Regions from separate parts of the Mus musculus genome. Here regions 2, 3, 4 and 5 are each linked to region 1. The links are chromatin contacts, called in public promoter capture Hi-C maps. All regions are on one chromosome and are shown on one strand. The core of a region is the stretch at or near the end of the contact, and the rest is flanking DNA. Distances in the headings are between cores, read along the strand shown.

The links. Promoter capture Hi-C pulls out the DNA fragments that hold promoters and counts their contacts.
Region 2: a contact with region 1 is called in a promoter capture Hi-C map of pre-B cells. The contact joins the promoter of Gch1 here to the promoter of Styx in region 1. A contact is called at or near these places in 2 of 39 promoter capture datasets (hippocampal neurons and pre-B cells).
Region 3: a promoter capture Hi-C map of embryonic stem cells shows a contact between it and region 1, with 2.6 times the contacts expected there. The contact joins the promoter of Bmp4 here to the promoter of Styx in region 1. A contact is called at or near these places in 2 of 39 promoter capture datasets (cranial neural crest and embryonic stem cells), 1 of 115 datasets of contacts at active chromatin or transcription factors (embryonic forebrain) and 1 of 9 other capture datasets (adipose tissue).
Region 4: a promoter capture Hi-C map of pre-B cells shows a contact between it and region 1, with 6 times the contacts expected there. The contact joins the promoter of Mapk1ip1l here to the promoter of Styx in region 1. A contact is called at or near these places in 9 of 39 promoter capture datasets (the 3T3-L1 cell line, 3T3-L1-derived adipocytes, cranial neural crest and 5 more), 2 of 115 datasets of contacts at active chromatin or transcription factors (the 230-238 cell line and large pre-B cells) and 1 of 9 other capture datasets (liver).
Region 5: a contact with region 1 is called in a promoter capture Hi-C map of pre-B cells, with 4 times the contacts expected there. The contact joins the promoter of Socs4 here to the promoter of Styx in region 1. A contact is called at or near these places in 9 of 39 promoter capture datasets (the 3T3-L1 cell line, the HPC-7 cell line, cranial neural crest and 5 more), 3 of 484 Hi-C or Micro-C datasets (embryonic stem cells and granulocyte-monocyte progenitors), 4 of 115 datasets of contacts at active chromatin or transcription factors (the 230-238 cell line, astrocytes, embryonic stem cells and 1 more) and 1 of 9 other capture datasets (adipose tissue).

What each region holds. Positions count from the first base shown.
Region 1 is chr14:45,349,929-45,352,628 of GRCm38.p6, reverse strand. It overlaps Styx (serine/threonine/tyrosine interaction protein), which reads right to left and starts at 1,443. Exons shown (of 11, transcript NM_019637.3): 1 at 1,100-1,443. The coding sequence starts at 1,156.
Region 2 is chr14:47,188,163-47,190,862 of GRCm38.p6, reverse strand. It overlaps Gch1 (GTP cyclohydrolase 1), which reads left to right and starts at 1,450. Exons shown (of 6, transcript NM_008102.4): 1 at 1,450-1,911. The coding sequence starts at 1,596.
Region 3 is chr14:46,389,261-46,391,960 of GRCm38.p6, reverse strand. It overlaps Bmp4 (bone morphogenetic protein 4), which reads left to right and starts at 1,292. Exons shown (of 4, transcript NM_007554.3): 1 at 1,292-1,657. Gm15222 (predicted gene 15222) reads right to left here. Exons shown (of 1, transcript NR_166856.1): 1 at 2,679-2,700. RefSeq lists promoters at 203-1,609, 1-1,609, 1,660-2,700.
Region 4 is chr14:47,297,017-47,299,716 of GRCm38.p6, reverse strand. It overlaps Mapk1ip1l (mitogen-activated protein kinase 1 interacting protein 1-like), which reads right to left and starts at 1,443. Exons shown (of 4, transcript NM_178684.6): 1 at 1,312-1,443. It overlaps Gm35078, which reads right to left. Exons shown (of 2, transcript XM_006519856.4): 2 at 1,312-1,734. The coding sequence ends at 1,329.
Region 5 is chr14:47,275,614-47,278,313 of GRCm38.p6, reverse strand. It overlaps Socs4 (suppressor of cytokine signaling 4), which reads right to left and starts at 1,394. Exons shown (of 2, transcript NM_080843.3): 1 at 1,093-1,394. Wdhd1 (WD repeat and HMG-box DNA binding protein 1) reads left to right here and starts at 1,457. Exons shown (of 25, transcript NM_001360532.1): 1 at 1,457-1,793. The coding sequence starts at 1,717.

The sequences.
Region 1 (2,700 bases), core at 194-2,693:
TTACAAAGTTCCAGGACAGCCAGGGCTACAAAGAAACCCTTTCTCAAAAACCCACCATCACAACAAAACAAATACAAAAAAGTGATCTGAATCAAATGAAGACATTCAATAGAATTGAGCATTTGGTATAAAGTCTCCATCTCATCTGTAACTGAGACTGGTCTCAAATTTGCTATAGAACCAAGGCTACAGTGACCCCTCCTTTCTCCTTCCACCTCCCAAGTAGAGGGGTTACAAGTGTGCCAGCCAAGAGTAGTCCCAAATACCTTTAAAACACTGAGAGATTAAGGGGTGTACACCTTCAATCCCAGCATTTGGGGTACAGAAGCAGGTGGATCTCTTTGGGTTTCAGGCCAGCCTCGTCTAGTGAGTTCCAGGACAGCCAGGACTTATATCAAACACACAAGCAAAACTCTAGAATCCTTTTTTGATCCTATTAAGTGTCACAGGTAAGAATCCTTGTCACTAATTTTAGCCTCTGGCAAACTCTAACTTAACAGTTTCTGGTACCATAAAATATTTGCAACAGATGTTAGGTAAAGAAAAAAATCAAGGTGGGGTGAAAAGAACCCTTAAATCATAAATTGGGAGAATTTTGCTCTCGATAGTACAGGCAAGATTTGTTACTAAAAATTTTCAAATTCAAAGAAGCTTAGCTTTTCTACTCCCCCCCCCCCCCCGCCCCACGCTAGTCATCGTTTTTTGTGGGTTTTTTGGTAGTGGTGGTGGTTGGTTTTTGACTTGAGTACTATTAGAGGGGTGCAATTCCAGAGTTCACGCCTCCGATCTATTCCACACGTGGGGCTGGCTATGTGTCCCGCATGTGAATCTAACATCAAGCTCAGATTAAAAACAACTCCACAGCGTGTTGCTCTGGTAAGGAAGAGTCTGTGTTCACGAAAAGCCTCAACGCCGAGGCGAGTGGTCAAGAGTACTCTCCGGGTTGGCTCCTCCGATAGGGTCCCGCGGGAGGAGGACCTCACTGACGCCCCTTCACGCCCAAGGGGAAAGGGAAGAGTCTGGGACAGTTGGGCCAGAGGCGCTGCTTGGCCGGAGACCCGGGGGCTGCCCGCGGCAGGGCGGGCCGCCGGGCACTCACCTCGGCGTCGTCTTTGCACTGCGGGAGCGAGGGGAACTCCAGTTTCACGTCCTCCATGGTCCCAGGGCCCCGGTGGGTGGGCGCGGTGCGCCCGGCCGCCCTCCGGGCTGGCAGAGGCGACAAGGGAAGGAGGGCGGGCGGGCGGGCGAGCGGTGGGGGGGCTGACGCGCGGCAGGCTCACAGCAAGCACTCGCGGACCACAGGATCCAAGCGGCTGCGACAGGAAGGCGGAGGGCAGGGCGGTGCGCTGCCGGCCGCCATGCTGCGGCCGTGTCCCTCCCGCAGGTCTCCGCGCCCCTCAGAGAGCCGGGATCCGACCCAGGCACGAGCCCATAACCGTCTCCTCCCGCCCCAGCCCACGCGGCCCAGCCAATCCCAGCCCACGCTCGCCGACGGCCCGCCCCCGCCGCCAGGTGTCAGCGCGCCTCCGCCCCGCCCGTCCGCGAGCGCGCAGACGCGGGGGGAGGAGCTTCCCGCAGGGCGGAGCTGCGGCCGTAGGGGAGGAGCGGTCGGGGCCAAGGCCTTCCCAAATGGGATGGGAGTCCGTCCCTTCAAAGTGTCCTCCACACTCAGAGGAATGCTGCTCGATCCAATCCGTGGGGGAAGTCATAACCAAACAGGAAGAGTTCAGCTTAAATTCATGTTAGACTACGAAAAAAACAAAAACAAAAAACCCCGAGATACCCATCATCTTTAAACAAAGTAGAAAGTGGCCTCTTAGGTATACTCCGGAGTGTTAACAACTCAAATTATCCAGAAAATTTCAAGAAAATGATTCTTAAAAAAAGTCATCAGAAATGTAAATGATAGTTTACTTACTAAATTGTATTCGGTACTCTTTAAGATTTCTCCGAGCCTATTTTTCAACATAAAAGATGATTGTGTGAGGAGCTGGCGTTAGAGTTAATAATTTTTGAAGAATATACCTTCTTCAGGGTCTCGCTATGTACACCAGGCTGGTCCTCAAATTTACAAGAGTTCTGAGATGAAATGATTAAAGGCCTGGTTTGAACTTCTGAACCACCTTTGGTCTCACTGAAGGAATCACTGAAGGCTGCAAAGTGTGTAACTAAGACTATCACTACTTTTCACTGTATTTTAACACTACTTCCTAGAGACCTCAGGACTGTCATTATCAAAAAAAAAAAAAAAAAAAATCCTTTAAAGTGGAAGGACCGCGTGTTTAACTTGGATTTCCTCTTAACTCTTTTCATGTTGTCATATATGTAATGCATGTTCAATATACAGGATAGCTGTTCAAAAATTAGGTGGCTAATTAGATGGTCTATGCTCTCTAGTGTTACATAAACTATTATCCAGCTTTAAGAATTACAAAAGGCACAGAATACCCTGCTAGTAATTTTTAATTAAAAAATAATCCAATGGCAAGTATTGTGGTAAATGCCTTTAATTCCACCACTCAGGAGAGGCAAGAAAATGTCTGTGAGTTGAGACTGGCCTAACCCACACAGTAAGTGTCCCAGGCCAGCCAGGGGTACATAGTGAGACCTTGTCTCAAAAAGAAAGGGGAAGCTGGGCAGTGGTGGCATACCCTTTTAATTCCAGCACTTGGGAGGCAGAGGCAGGCAGATTTCTGAGTT
Region 2 (2,700 bases), core at 201-2,700, 1.8 Mb before region 1:
CACTGTCCGGCTAGAGGGTGTAGCTAGCTGCCCTAGTCCTCTTGCTGATCACCAAATTCAGGGTAATGAAAGAAAACAAGCTTCCCCTAGTCATTGTGAAAGATAAGGTCAGAGCAGGTTAAAACAGCAGAGCAGCGATCTGGCAGCTCACAAATATTATTATCTCCCTAGGCATAGGGGACTCCGGTGAGTGCCATGCACCATAACTCATGCCTTGAGAGAGGCCAGAGGGTTTTCTAGAGTGGCAGGTGTGTGTGTTGTATACATTTTAAACGACTGAACAATTTTCAAGTCACAACTTCTCCAGTCTTTAAAGCAGGAGAGAGGCAGGGCTCATGCTTTTAATCCCACCGTTTGGAAGTGTGAGGCAGGCAGATCATTTGAATTAAAGGCCTTCCTGGTGGTCGACATAGAGAACTCCAGGCCAGACAGAGCTGCACTGTGAGACTTGGTCTCAAAAAGTAAAACAAAGCACAACAAAAGAATGACACCCAGCACTTGGGAGGCAGAGGCAGGTGGATTTCTGAGTTCGAGGCCAACCTGGTCTACAAAGTGAGCTCCAGGACAGCCAGGGCTATACAGAGAAACCCTGTCTCGAAAAAACAAAAAAAAAAAACAAAAAAAAAAAAAACAAAAAAAAGAATGACTCCAGTAGAAGTATAAACAAGGATGGGGGTGAGGGTGTGTGGGACAACGACTCGTGAGCCCTCACCCTAGACAAAGAGCCACAGGTGACCGAGGAATGCTTAGACTGAGGTAATCTTCCCTAGGACAGAGAACACCAATACCAGATTAGCCCCGAAAATGTATACACACAAGAGACATTAACCAGACTGAGCAAGTTGTATTTATATATTTAGAAACACACATACATACATACATAAGAACTGTTAAAAAAAGAGACTGAATGTAAAAGAGAACAAGGTGTGGGGGGGGGCGGGGTGAAGGTATTTGGGAAGGTTTGGAAGGAAGAAAGGGAAAACAGACAGGAAATTATTGTAATCTCGGAAAAAAAAAAGCTAAAAAGAAAAAAAATATTTAAAAAAGAGCACAAGGTTGCTTATCACCAGAATATTTGCTCCACCCTGCCTGCCCCAGCAAGGTCACCTGTTAGTTAGCTCATCTTTCTCAGGGCAACTAGACCACAGCATTTTTGCGAACACGCCCCCTTTTCCGGTGGAAAGTGAGGGAGAATCGGTGTTTCTATCTCGGAGGTTCCAGCTCCCCGGATTCTTGGCTTTTTGTAGACTCAGTTCTTCCTTTTATAAGTCGAGGGGGTCTAACCAGAAGCTTGTCTTGTGTAACTGCGGGGGTTTAGGGGCCACCCAGGAGGGCGGGGCTCAGGGGCGGGGAGAGATCCATGACGCAAGAGGCTCCGGCCAATGAAAATATCTCGCGGCGCCGGCCGAGTCGCCCTGCCATAAAAAGAGAGGCGCGGCGGGGCTCCCCAGCCGGCGACTGCCCTAGACTCCGAGAGTGTCCCTAGGTGCTGAGCCCCAGTCCGGGTGACGGCCACAGGTTACGGCCGCCGGCTAAGCTGAGCCGCAGCGCTTGTTAGCACCCTAGGGTGTCTCGGGAGCGGTCGCGCCGGGTCCATGGAGAAGCCGCGGGGAGTCAGGTGCACCAATGGGTTCTCCGAGCGGGAGCTGCCGCGGCCCGGGGCCAGCCCGCCTGCCGAGAAGTCCCGGCCGCCCGAGGCCAAGGGCGCACAGCCGGCCGACGCCTGGAAGGCAGGGCGGCACCGCAGCGAGGAGGAAAACCAGGTGAACCTCCCCAAACTGGCGGCCGCTTACTCGTCCATTCTGCTCTCGCTGGGCGAGGACCCCCAGCGGCAGGGGCTGCTCAAGACGCCCTGGAGGGCGGCCACCGCCATGCAGTACTTCACCAAGGGATACCAGGAGACCATCTCAGGTCCGTGCGTGCGCCGGGGTGTGCTGGGCGCCAGGAGGCGGCTTCAGGAAGCGTGGGCAGCTCCGGGAACTTTCCCGAGTTGCTTCACTTTTGGCGCAGGGAGCCAAGTTGTCAGGTCCCGGTCCCAGCTGTGGCCCCAGAGCCTCCACCTGGCGGAGGCGAGGGTCCCTCCTGGCTGGCACTCAGGGCTCTGGGGAGGGTGAATGCATAGCCACTACACTGAACTCCGGGGCGGGAAGGGATGTGAGACCCTCTTACCCCAGCGCTCAGAACGCGATTAGGCACGTGCAGCATCCACCGTTCCCCCCCCCCCCCGCAAGGATCCCGTGGACACTTGTTGATGGGACGCGTCTTGCTTTTGGGTGAAGCCAGGTTTCCGTTACACCCCGTGAGCCAAGTAAAGTTAGGTACTTGTAATGGGGTAGGGAACTTCAGAGAACTGGAATTTGCATCCAACTACTCTAGCTTAGGACTTTACACCAAAATTTGGCACAATTCTGGATTCGGACTTCCTAGCAGTTTGAGGTGTGGACTTTTCTTGAGCTAGCATTATTGCTGAAAGTCTTTAATGTTTGCTCCCTCAAAGAATAAAGGGACACTCCACCCCACCCCCGCGCTGATACTCTGATGGTTGAAGTTCACTGGACCTGGGATTCCGTGCTTTTGCCCTCCTAGCCACCCACCTCCACCCCCGCCGCCTAAAATCCACAGTCTGAGCCTGCTGGCATCAAGTCTTTCCCAGCCAGTGACGAGGCAGTTGCTGTGGGTACAGAGGCAGGGTGAAGAGGA
Region 3 (2,700 bases), core at 43-2,542, 1.0 Mb before region 1:
TACAGGAACTCGTTCCTGTTTTTTTTTTTTTAAATTCTGAAGGTGTGTAAGTACAAAGGTCAGATGAGCGGCCCTAGGTCAAGACTGCTTTGTGGTGACAAGGGAGTATAACACCCACCCCAGAAACCAAGAACCGGAAATTGCTATCTTCCAGCCCTTTGAGAGCTACCTGAAGCTCTGGGCTGCTGGCCTCACCCCTTCCCTGCAGCTTTCCCTTTAGCAGAGGCTGTGATTTCCTTCAGCGCTCTGGGCAAATACTCTTAGCCTGGCTCACCTTCCCCATCCTCGTTTGTAAAAACAAAGATGAAGCTGATAGTTCCTTCCCAGCTCCATCAGAGGCAGGGTGTGAAATTAGCTCCTGTTTGGGAAGGTTTAAAAGCCGGCCACATTCCACCTCCCAGCTAGCATGATTACCAACTCTTGTTCTTACTGTTGTTATGAAAGACTCAATTCCTCATCTCCCTTCTTTTAAAAAGGGGCCAAAGGGCACTTTGTTTTTTTCTCTACATGGCCTAAAAGGCACTGTGTTACCTTCCTGGAAGGTCCCAAACAAACAAACAAACAAACAAAATAACCATCTGGCAGTTAAGAAGGCTTCAGAGATATAAATAGGATTTTCTAATTGTCTTACAAGGCCTAGGCCTGTTTGCCTGCCAAGTGCCTGCAAACTACCTCTGTGCACTTGAAATGTTAGACCTGGGGGATCGATGGAGGGCACCCAGTTTAAGGGGGGTTGGTGCAATTCTCAAATGTCCACAAGAAACATCTCACAAAAACTTTTTTGGGGGGAAAGTCACCTCCTAATAGTTGAAGAGGTATCTCCTTCGGGCACACAGCCCTGCTCACAGCCTGTTTCAACGTTTGGGAATCCTTTAACAGTTTACGGAAGGCCACCCTTTAAACCAATCCAACAGCTCCCTTCTCCATAACCTGATTTTAGAGGTGTTTCATTATCTCTAATTACTCGGGGTAAATGGTGATTACTCAGTGTTTTAATCATCAGTTTGGGCAGCAGTTATTCTAAACTCAGGGAAGCCCAGACTCCCATGGGTATTTTTGGAAGGTACAGAGACTAGTTGGTGCATGCTTTCTAGTACCTCTTGCACGTGGTCCCCAGGTGAGCCCCGGCTGCTTCCCGAGCTGGAGGCATCGGTCCCAGCCAAGGTGGCAACTGAGGGCTGGGGAGCTGTGCAATCTTCCGGACCCGGGCCTTGCCAGGCGAGGCGAGGCCCCGTGGCTGGATGGGAGGATGTGGGCGGGGCTCCCATCCCCAGAAGGGGAGGCGATTAAGGGAGGAGGGAAGAAGGGAGGGGCCGCTGGGGGGAAAGACTGGGGAGGAAGGGAAGAAAGAGAGGGAGGGAAAAGAGAAGGAAGGAGTAGATGTGAGAGGGTGGTGCTGGAGGGTGGGAAGGCAAGAGCGCGAGGCCTGGCCCGGAAGCTAGGTGAGTTCGGCATCCGAGCTGAGAGACCCCAGCCTAAGACGCCGCTGCGCTGCAACCCAGCCTGAGTATCTGGTCTCCGTCCCTGATGGGATTCTCGTCTAAACCGTCTTGGAGCCTGCAGCGATCCAGTCTCTGGCCCTCGACCAGGTTCATTGCAGCTTTCTAGAGGTCCCCAGAAGCAGCTGCTGGCGAGCCCGCTTCTGCAGGAACCAATGGTGAGCAGGGCAACCTGGAGAGGGGCGCTATTCTGAGGATTCGAGGTGCACCCGTAGTAGAAGCTGGGGATGGGGCTCAGGCTGTAACCGAGGCAAAAGTTGGCCTATTCCTCCTTCCTTCTCCAACAGTGTTGGAGGTGGGATGATGGAGGCTAAAAGGCACCTCCATATATGTTACTGCGTCTATCCAACCTACTTTAGGGAGGTGCGGGCCAGGAGAGGCGGGAAGGAGAGAAGGCCTTGGAAGAGAGGTCATTGGGAAGAACTGTGGGGTTTGGTGGGTTTGCTTCCACTTAGACTATAAGAGTGGGAGAGGAGGGAGTCAACTCTAAGTTTCAACACCAGTGGGGGACTGAGGACTGCTTCATTAGGAGAGAGAACCTAGCCAGAGCTAGCTTTGCAAAAGAGGCTGTAGTCCTGCTTTGCTCTAAAGCGCGACCCGGGATAGAGAGGCTTCCTTGAGCGGGGTGTCACCTAATCTTGTCCCCAACGCACCCCCTCCCAGCCCCTGAGAGCTAGCGAACTGTAGGTACAGAACTCGCTCCCATCTCCAGGAGCTATTTTCTTAGACATGGGCACCCATGCATTCTGCCTTCTGGTACTCTCCCCTCCCTGGGAAGGGGTGTAAGGTTCGACGGACCGTGGCCAGGATGCCGAAAGGCTACCTGTGCGGGTCTTCTGCCATGCTGTGTCTGTGCGGACATGCCAGCAGGGCTAATGAGGAGCTTGCGATACTCCAAAGGGTTCGGGAATTGCGGGGTCCTTACACGCAGTGGAGTTGGGCCCCGGGGACTCAGAAGGTTTCCCGCCACGGCTTTGGTTGATAGTTTTTTTAGTATCCTGGTTTATGAACTGAAGGTTTTGTGAGATGTTGAATCACTAGCAGGGTCATATTTGGCAAACCGAGGCTACTATTAAATTTTGGTTTTAGAAGAAGATTCTGGGGAGAAAGTGAAGGGTAACTGCCTCCAGGAGCTGTATCAACCCCATTAAGAAAAAAAAAAATACCAGGAGATGAAAATTTACTTTGATCTGTATTTTTT
Region 4 (2,700 bases), core at 194-2,693, 1.9 Mb before region 1:
ACCGATACAATATGGCCACAAACCTTTGTCTATTTTCAAAGCAGAGAGCAACTAAAAAAAAAAAAGCAATTTCCTAAGTACTGCACAAACTTATTTGGTGGCAAAAGCTGACCCGACATTATTTATCCATTTCATTTTCCACCCACTCCCCGCTATAGTCTGAATAGTTACAACTGCTGAATTTTTTTCTTTCCTTCCCTAAAGTTTTGGGACTTGAATTTAGGACCTTGTAGCAAGCCGGGCTAGCACTTATCTACAGGCTCACCCTGTGCAAATATTACTAATTAACAGTCCCCGAGTCTAGGGCTCCTCTATAGTTAACAGTCACAGAATCTCAAGATTGCTGAATTCCTAAGGTTCCTGAGCCCAACGCTCAACCTCTGTAGGGAGAATGAAGATGACACCGATTCCTTCTGTAATCAAAAAGAACATTCCAACCTCGGCAGCTGCAGGAAAAAGTTTTTGAAGGGAAGTGTTCTAGAGAGTGGCTCCAATACTCCACGACTAAAAACTGCCCTCCTCCCCACCCAAGGAGCGCCACTAACAAAGACTTCCGAGGGCGACTCCAGCTTCTGAGGGTTTGGCCTCCAAACAGGCCTTTCGCACATGGGGGAGGGGGCAACACGTGTGTGTTTCTGTAGTAGGCTGTTACACATCTACGGTGGGGTCTGGTTTAGATACTTCAACTTTAGGATTCGTGAAAACATTACTTTCAGTTTTCATGGCAGGGAGGAAAAAAAATGGTTCAAGCGTTCTAGCTAGCTCAAAGGAGAACGTCACTCACTCAGCCCATGGCACCTTCTGTCCCCCGTAGTCATTTAAAGAATGGGTAATTACGATCAGCGAGAAGCTTGTCACACAGAATTATCAGGCGCCAGACCTTGCTGTAAGGATTCGGGTCTCCTCCACTGTCGTTTTTATTAGAAATTAGTGGCTGGGATACCGGTGGAGGGGCAAGGGGACGGGGGGGGGGTGTGGGGGACAAACAAGCTGCCCTTTAGGGTTAAGGGAACAAAGGGAATCCGGGATCAACCGGAGCGAACCAGCCCCCAGCCGGTCACGCAGGCGGATGTGGGGGAGGGTCGCCCGCTCCCGCCTAACCCCTCACCCCCCGCCCGCCCCCGCCCAAGCCTGGCATGACGTGGGCGCCCCGGAACCCGACGGGCGCGACATTAGATCCCTCGGTCGCCTGGTTCCCGGGGGACCCTCCCCATCGAAAGCTCTAGAGCCGCCAGGCCCCCCGGGACCCCGCGTCTTCGCATCGTCTCCCGCCAGCCTCGCGCCCCGCCGCAGGCGCCCAAGCGGACTCACCCGGCAGGATCCGAGTCCTAGGCGCGGCACAGTGGCGGCGGTGAGTCCAGAGAGACGGGCAATGGAGACCCGCTGAAGGCCTGATGGACCGAGACGACAGCGACACGGCTCCTCCTGGCACCGGAAAAGGAAGCGGGGAGGCCGACCTGGCCGCCCGTTATTTCCGCCCGCCCCGCCCAGCTTGCACTGCGCCTCCAGCCGGCCGCCCACGAAACTGCAGGCAGGGCCGCGTGGCTCCGGGAGCCTGGGCTGTTTCCCTCTGGGTGGAGCGCGGGAAGGTTTCCCTGCTTCCTGAGTCCAAAAGACCCAAAGGAAACCCCCTGGCCGGTGATGCTCACCGCAACCCAGGGACTGAAAGCGGAGTTTGGATTCTCTGTGTTTAGAGGTTTTTGTAGACAGGCTCCAAGCTGGCTGTCAGTAGTCCTGTTAAAATCGAGGGTAAAGAGATGAGGGAAAAGGGAAGTCTTTCTAAAGGTCTTGCGAATGAAAACTTTTAAAAGCATATGTCTGCAGAGACTGAGTTGTATAAGTTGGAATTTCAGTACTGTGGAAAGATTGGAATGTTGCAGGTCCAGGGGCTAATTACCTTATCTTGGGCTAGTGCTAGCCCTCCAGAATAGCCACCTCTGTGTCAAAACTAATATCTTGTGGCAATAAGATTAAAAACCTTTTAGGTCTATTAACAGGCAACTAGCCTCTGCCAATCCAAAAGCTAAGAATGTCATCGGATAATGTCTTAGATGTATAGAAAAGCTTCCTCTATCTTGATGTACCCTCCAATGTATCCATCCACCAGTGTGTTTTAAACTTTGCCTTGATTTATAGCGTTCTCTGTTCTGTAAAACTAAAAACCTCGTGATACTGGTTCCATGTTGGGACATGGAATTTGAGGTAACCTAAATTTGTGTTTTGGTGCCATCATCATTCAAAAATGGGTCCAGAATAAGCTATCTCTGATTCCCTTTAAGTTTTAAATTAAGAATAGTGGCCTCAACCTGTGGTTTATGAACCCTTTGGGCGTCGACTCTTTCATAGGGGTCGAATATCAGATATTTACATTATTTATAACAGTAGCAAAAATACAGTTATGAAGTAGCCATGAACTAATTTTCTGGTTGGGGGTTACCACAACATGAGGAATGGTATTAAAGAGTCACAGTATTAGGAAGGTTGATAAGCCACTGCTGTAAGATGAGAGGTGTTGGGTTTTTGAGACTGGCCTCTGTTTCTGGGAGACTCAAAACTGACATACCAGAAAGCAAAATCTAAATCTACATACAGATTTTCAGCCGGTCGTGGTGGCGCACACCTTTAATCCCAGCACTTGAGAGGCAGAGGCAGACAGATTTCTGAGTTTGAGGCCAGCTTGGTCTACAAAGTGAGTTCCAG
Region 5 (2,700 bases), core at 145-2,644, 1.9 Mb before region 1:
GGCAGGTGTGCTGACATCATTCATAGTTCTAAAATCAAATGGTATCACAGGCACTGTCTAAAGTATTTACATCAATAACTCTTGTTCCCACTTGCAAGTTTCTGAATGGTGAGCTCTGAAAAGCATTACTCTGAAATCCCATTACAATATATTCAATATATAGATGAGTATCATCAGCTCAACTTGAACCTCACACTGTACCTACTCATTTTTATTGTCCAGGTACTGGGCAAAAGAATTATAAATTGGCCTGTCTAAAAACAATAATTTCAAAATAAAAGTAAGTTACTCAAAAGTCATTGTCTCAGGTGCCTTTATTCTTGTGGGAAATTAACAATAGGGTTTTGTTTTGTTTTTTAAAAAAGAATCTCAGATTCTACTTGAGCCAACTACTCTTCCTTTTTATTCATATACAAATCTGAGTGTCTTTTTGGAACCCAGGTTCTTAGAAATGCCTTACAAAATGCCACCATAGCAAGAATACCACGGTTTGAGTAATAACTAAGCTTGCAATTTTTTTAATAAGTTATCTAGATCTACCTCTGTAGAGTTTTCCGGTAATAAAAATAAGTCTGACTGAAACTGTACAGTGGGTACCACAAAAACGCCGTCAAAGCCCCAATTATCACCGAAAATCATAATTTTCAACAGACCAATTTATTAATATGGAGAACGTGAAGAAACAAGAAAAGCATAAACTTAACGGGCCAAGACCTGACTTAGTAGAGGATGTGTTATCGACTGCCACGATGAACAGAAACCTGTAACAATACAAATTAGACCTCTCCTTTTAGATCTAAAAGCAGTTTGGTAAACTTTGGTCGGAACTAAATAGAAAACCCAAGTTAACTCTCTTTAGCATTATTTAGCTAGAGTCGCAAGAAACAAGAATCAGTCCATCCTTTATTACCACAGAAATGACAAAGTTGAGGGCACGAAGGGCGTGAAGAATAAAGGCTTGCCAAGGTCTGTCCCTAACCCGGTCCCGAGGAGCTCGATCGGTTCAAGGAGGCGACTACGGTGGCTCGGGAGGAGATCCTGAAAGGGCAGGCGTCAAACCCCAGCCCTCGCCGCCACCCTTCCCCCTCTCACCTCTCCGAGCTCAGCTCAAGCGGAGCTGTCCGAGCGCCTGCCGCCATCACCACCGCCATCACCCGGCGCTCGCTCAAGCGCGGAAGAGAGGCCCGGCCACTCCCGCTCCTCGTGCGGCTCCCGCCAGGCGGAGGCCTGGCTGTCAGCCCCCGCCCCGGCTCCACGGTCAGCCCAGAGTCAGACTTGCCGCTGCCTCCGCCTGCTCTCCAGGGACCGCCGCCACTTCCGGGTTCGGCTCCCACCTTTTCTTTCAGAGCGGCCCCAGCCACCAGCTCTCGGCTTCGAGGCGGCGCGCTTCTGACGCCACCACCCGGCGACCTCGGGCCGGACCTGGGCTGGGCGGCGGCGGGCCGCGCATGCGCACAGGGCGAGCGCGCCAGAGCGCGGGAAGCGGCTCCGTGCTTCCATCAGAGCAGACGCTGGTGCACACCGCTTGCTCCTCGCCCCCGCTGCCCGTGCTTGCAGAGGGGAAAGCTTGTCATCTCCCGGGCGTGTGTGACATACCTTCCGCTGCATCGTGCTGTGGCTCCTCGGGTGAGGGAAACAGGACTGCACGGCGCGGAGAGGACGATCGCCCTACTGAAAAAAATACCAGTTCTTACAAAACGGCTCAGGTAGGGAAAGATGCCGGCCACACAGAAGCCCATGAGGTACGGACATACGGAAGGGCACACCGAAGTCTGCTTTGATGATTCTGGAAGGTAAGCGTCTTTGGAAACAAAGGACGGGTCCAGCGTGAATGTTAGCCGTCATTCTCGGTATGGACAGCCGGTCGAAGATGACCGATGCGGAGGGACAGAGGAAGGAATAAACAAGGAGCGCCTCTGCCCTGAGGCTTGTTTGCTTTGAACTGTCGTGGCACTTCTAGGACCTCACGAAAATTAAAATCCTTTACCCAGAGGAGTGCCTTCCCGCCACTCACGTCCTCATTCGGTGTCATGTTTATTTTATGAGACAGTTAAGCATCAGCAGTTGCTGTAAATTGCAATGACTGTCGTGCCCAGGAGATGGAATTTTGCAGCTTCCTCTTTCACAGTGTCCCCTGTGTACTAGAGGACATAATGTAAATGTCTAGTTTAGGGCTCAATACTGAGAAGTCGCTTCTTGTCAGCACCTTGTGCGGTCATGAGGCTCTACAATCACCACCATTTACTGGAAATAGAGGCTTCTCTAATTCTTTCTTTCTTTCTTTTTTTTTTTTTTGGTTTTTCGAGACAGAGTTTCTCTGTATAGCTCTGGCTGTCCTGGAACTCACTCTGTAGACCAGGCTGGCCTCGAACTCAGAAATTCGCCTGCCTCTGCCTCCCAAGTGCTGGGATTAAAGGCGTGCTCCAGGCCGGCTGAGGCTTCCCTAATAAAGGCTGAGGGTAGCATTTGAAATGTACATAAATATTTAGACAGCAGTTTGAGGTTATGCAATTTAGCTATGCAGTAGTGTACCCCCTAGGGCCTGAGACCTCCCCTTGCTATGGGCTTTTGAAAGGGTTTACCTACCAAGAATGGGTTCCCCTTTGTGGAATAGACCTTAAATCCAAAAAGCACTTGGTTACCCCTATAGCAGCCATGTCACGCATGCCCACTCAAGTGGACCATTCTTGCCTAGAAGCT